2 separate regions of the Bombyx mori genome follow, and region 2 is linked to region 1. The links are chromatin contacts, called in public Hi-C maps. All regions are on one chromosome and are shown on one strand. The core of a region is the stretch at or near the end of the contact, and the rest is flanking DNA. Distances in the headings are between cores, read along the strand shown. Region 1 overlaps LOC101737461 (protein windpipe). Region 2 holds the start of LOC101737461 (protein windpipe).

Region 1 (2,700 bases), core at 15-2,514:
TCTATGGGCTCCGATAACCACTTAAAATCAGGTGGGCCATGAGCTCGTCCACCCAAAAAAGCAATAAAAAAAACTGACGATTATGAATGTTCAGTTTGCTGAAAAATAATTTATATATAATAAATACTGCTCAGTATTCTTTCTGGAGCTTTCGACCAACGGTAATTTTACGAACTGCAACTAAGAATCTTTGCTGTTTTCACGCAACTATTAAAAACCCGTCTGTTCTGAAAATATATTTGAAACGAGTTTCGGAACCGGTAGATCAACCTTTTGATTCGGTCCAAATTGAAAATGCATAACCGTTGATAATCTTATTATAAGGACCTTTTCCATTAATTAGTTAATTGAAGCGATAAATTCAGAACCCCAACCGGTTTATTTTAAAAAATTTCGTTGAAACCTGTTATCTAATTGGTATTATTTCTTATTCCAGGTGCTGACATGATGACGTGGACTCCTGTTTTCTCGTGTTTCCTGGCGGTGTCACTACTAGTGGCTCCCAGCTTAGCAACCGTCTGTCCCGAAAGCTGCGTTTGCAGTACTACTCGCGATGGCTTACATCGTGCCACGTGCAGTAACCTCGCCGAGCTTTATAAGTTCACCCTCCGCCAAAAGCACCATAATATTAATATTTTAGATCTTTCCCACAACAACATTACGAAATTGAATCATGAGTTGGATCGGCTTACCGAAGTTGTCACGCTTGATCTGTCTACCAATGGTATTCAGAACTTGAACAAATTCTTACATAATGCAAAAAAATTGGTGCACTTAAACTTAGCAAACAACAGGATAAAAGAACTCGCCATGTCGCATTTACCGGCTAGTGTTAGCTCATTGGATTTGACCAACAATCTTTTAAGAGATGTTCCTTCAGATCTTGGGCATTTGACAAGTTTGGAACATTTGGAATTAGAAGGAAACCCATTAGACTGTTCTTGTGAAAACATTTTGCTTCGAGACCGATTAATCATAGCAAACGTAGTGATCGACAATGTAAAATGTTCTTTACCGACCAAACTAAAAGGCCAGTCTTGGCTCGAGTTAAAAACGAAAGATATTTGTAAATCAGTAAAAACTGAACCTCAGTTCTTAGATATGATGATGGGGGATCAAGCTATTGATGCTGCACAAGTTGGTGAAGAATCGAATGCATTAAAATCAATGCCTCTAGTAGCAAAAAGTGATTTAGATGATGGTAAAGTTATACAGAGTGGAGATGTTGGTGACGACGATGATAACCTTTTATTCCTCAAAGTCGGACAGTCTAAAACAGCTGCACCGTCATCCTCTTTGAACGACATAGAGGGTTCCGGAGAAGGGGAAAGTACTACACTATCTGACTTTTTGATAGAACCAAAAATGAATCCTAGATTTCATGCAGACCTATTCACTGCCGATGAAATCCTACCAGCTGATAATATTCAAACCACTGAAGATCCAATAGATGGATCCGGAGAAGGTTCTGGAGCTATCCCCTTGGACTTTGGTTCCGATTTGTTTGAAGAAGAAACGACGACAGTTGTGTACGAAGAATTAAACACGCATCCTGTGCGCAGAATTTTCGAAGATGATTTTAATACATCTACTACTGAATATCCCATCCCTAAACCACCTGCAATATTTCAAGGGAATGACGATTGGGATAACAAAGGCGAACCGTCAAGCTCTACAGAAAAAACTACATCATCTACAGCCCGTGATACTACCGTATCTGAGCAAATAAGAGTAACTGCGGTATCAGAAGTTCTTGGACAGAGACCAGCTGATAAAGACGAGACCCCTACTCCACATAAAACCGGAACTTATGTTTGCATAGCCATCATTGTAATGTTGCTTGTAAGTTTGATAGGTTTTGCAATAATTAAAGGACAAATGAGAAAAAGAAGAGACAGGAGACTATTACGCCAACAAAAGAGAGACGTTGAAAAAGCTTCGAAGGAAATGGTAGACATGAACAAATCTTTACTCGGTAAACCGGCTGTTATTGAAAATCCCATAGAAAAGAAAGTGAATGGTAAATATGAATTGGTACCTACTCACGAATTGCACCAAAAGAAAAGCGAAAATGGTGACGTTGCCAATGGAATTAACCACGCTGAAAATAATGATCCAAAAACCGAGAGTCCTAGAGATACAAATCAAAATAGGAGTAGTTCGAAAGATAATAATCTTGCAAAGACTCCATCGCAACAGGAAACTTCATTCGAATCAGCTCCGGCTTCTCCTGATTCACGTAAAGACAACAATTCACTGTCGAGTGAAGACTTATTTGTACCGTTAAATGACGATGAAAACCCAAGATTAAATGGCACTAATGACTCTGATACGTCCCAGCCGCTTATAAACGGAGATCAAAATACGGATTCAGATTTCTTATCTCCGTCGCGTGAATACGTGCCAGTATATTCGCCAGACATGGGAAGGGTTCGCATAAAGATGACTGAGACACCGAAGCCCAAAACACCTGTTCTAGTCACCAGGAGTAGGTCGAACGCTGGAGACATCATAATAACTCCATCTGAAAATTCAAACGCGCGTAAATCGACCACTTGAAATTGGGCATTCCTGAGAGAACGTTTTAAACACATTGTGGTGTGAATGAGTGTCAAGGGACGAATATTTTCACTATTGGCAAAATTCTGTGATCGTTTTTGTGCGTTTCTAGAACGATGTGCGAGTTTTAAGGACTGATTT
Region 2 (2,700 bases), core at 127-2,626, 59 kb before region 1:
GTGCGAGCTCCCAAGACGCCCTTATACCAGTAAAACATGGGAACGAGATGAATTAATAATATAAAATCCTTGAAAAGGGAAGGTTTTGAAGTCATTATGCGGGAACACAGGGGTCATTCTTTCCGGGCTGTTTTTGTCCCTGACGTGTTCTATTCGAAGTGGGAATATGATAATATAATTTTTAGATAATTATTTTTCATTTTCTTTGCCACTGTATTTGTTCTCAAGGACCGATCTTATAAATAATAATTTAATGTAATTTTAATAGTAATGTAGAACAGATATATGTTTTATATTGTTACTTTGTTATATTGTACATAAAAAATATTATAAATATGTATTATGTAAAAATACTATTTAATATAATTTTTTGCTAGCTTAAGGGGCTGTTCCAACTTCGCCCGGACTGGTAGGTGAACTCACAGGCTCAACTTGAGAGAATTACTAACACTGGCCCCGGCAAGAGCAGTGCTTCGCTGAATCTACTACCGGAGCGGAATCACGACCCAAGACAATCCGACGAGAAACTTATTGGGTCTATGGGTATTTCATTATTTTGCGAAGCATTCATTATTTTTACTGGTGGTAGGACCTCTTGTGAGTCTGCACGGGTAGGTACCACCGCCCCGTTTATTTCTGCCGTGAAGCAGTAATGCGTTTCGGTTTGAAGGGTGGGGCAGCAGTTGTAACTATATTGAGACCTTAGAACTTATGTCTCAAGGTGTGTGGCGCATTTACGTTGCAGATGTCTATGGGCTCCAGTAACCACTTAACACCAGGTGGGCTGTGAGCTCGTCCACCCATCTAAGCAATAAAAAAAATGAATCTATAATCATCACTATAAATTTTATTTTTATAAATTGTGTGGTTTTTCAATTTTACAGGGTATGGGTGTTGGTGTTGGTGGTAATCCTGCAGCAAGCATAGGACCTCAAGGGGTTCAGCAACCAAAAAAAATAAAAAAAGAATAGCAAGTAAATATGTTCCCCTATTTTTTTTTTAATTACGTAAATACTATAATGAAATGTAATCTAAATTGTTGTTTCAATACATCACTGAATTTTTGTATTTAATATATTTTAATCGACATGCTTCAGCCATTGTGGAGATTACTTAAGTAAACAGAGACATTAGAAGTTGCACAATATTTTAAATTGTATTCGAATTAGCAAGGCACTTTTAATACAGAACGATAACATAAAATAAAATATAACACATAAAATATTAAACAAAATCAAAAATACGACCACCATGAAGATAATAGAAATTGACCAATTAAATTTTTTGCCTCCCGAAACGAGGAGTTATTGTGATGATTACACGATCATGTAGCCGGTATATGTAGTCAATATTGTCTAATAACATGCCCGTAATCAAACGCAACGAACTGACGTGCGGACGACGCGGACGTAACCACACCTCTTAAAAAAACCTGAATTCAGTAAAAGGCACTACTACGAATAGCGTGGTGGCACGATAGTCGTATGATCTTGAATTGTGTTAATGGCGTATTCCAGCTGCGACACTGTGCACTGTGTTGATTTTATGAAGAGACATTTTGTTTTGTGTCCAAATTCAAATGTTTTACGAAATATTTACCTAGTTCAAATCTCGTATTTAATTACGTTAATTATAACCTCGAAATTTTAATGTTTCAAAACATTTTTTTGTTAGTATTATTCGAAAAGTTGTTATTAAAAATTAAAAATAAAAACATTATGCAGTTTAAATGATTAAATCATCTTGACCACCCTTAGGAAACCTTGGACTTATATACTGATTAATAGCTTCTGCGTTAGACATTTTAGATTCTAGAGTAGTATTTGTGTACAGGCACCCACGATTTGTTTTCGCACGCCCCTATTCTGTATCTAGTCTCGGTTGTCGCACAGAACTGTGTATCGTCGCCGACACCGGTGGCCGGGTAGCTACGCGAGGGAAACCGGCCAGTCCGCGCCGATCCACCGTCGAGAAACAACGTGTTATGAACTTTCAGACCTTGGCGTGACAACTTTATAAAAAGTCGGCGGTGCCTCGAAGGAAAGTGACAGTGCGACAGTGAGTGTACCTGGACACAAACCGGAACTTTAGCTAAATAAAAACCCGATCGAACGAAGCGACAAGAAAGAAAGAAAAAAAAACGATTTTGCTATCATTTTGCACTACATCATTCGGTACGTATATTTAATTTTTTTTATTGACAAATTTTAGTAGCGAGTCACGGTAATACGTTATTTAAATACGTGTTATTACGTGTATTCTGTAAGTAGTACGATTTTTTTTAATTCTTCTATTAACTACGGGTAGTTACGACCTATCCACGAGGACGCGTAATTTTTACGCGGCACCAGTTTTATGTGTAATTAGGTTTTTTTTGTCTTAAACATAAATTGTAATTTAAGTAATTATATATCAGCCGGTCGGATTTCATAGTATTTTTCTAGCGTTCGTGATGATAACCTGTTTTCAAGGTTTACATCGTTTTGGTTGACTACCTACAGCAGTGCTTTTTTTCTTCTTCTTGATCTTGTGTGAATCTTTCAGTGCACGTGTTTAATCTTTTGCAAATTACCGTACGTACACCTTTACTCAATTCTGAAGTCCAAATAAATTTGTTTTTATGTATTTGAATAAAATTTGCACGTCACTAAAACTGTTGTGTAGTTCTCGATTTAATTTTAATTATTCAAGTGCAATTAT

Evidence for each region. Hi-C and Micro-C count contacts between places; a contact is called where the count stands out from the background.
Region 2: a Hi-C map of posterior silk gland shows a contact between it and region 1, with 2.0 times the contacts expected there. The contact joins the promoter of LOC101737461 here to the enhancer-like site in region 1. A contact is called at or near these places in 2 of 7 Hi-C or Micro-C datasets (posterior silk gland and whole pupa).

What each region holds. Positions count from the first base shown.
Region 1 is chr5:6,041,450-6,044,149 of ASM3026992v2, reverse strand. LOC101737461 (protein windpipe) reads left to right here. Exons shown (of 4, transcript XM_012695709.4): 4 at 437-2,700. The coding sequence starts at 445. The coding sequence ends at 2,559. Among protein-coding and RNA genes, the nearest start is that of LOC101737747, 14 kb to the right of the region's middle. Within about 2 kb of position 1,264, at least 1 of the 8 cell types and tissues checked has open chromatin away from gene starts, as enhancers often do.
Region 2 is chr5:6,100,521-6,103,220 of ASM3026992v2, reverse strand. LOC101737461 (protein windpipe) reads left to right here and starts at 1,376. Exons shown (of 4, transcript XM_012695709.4): 1 at 1,376-2,174.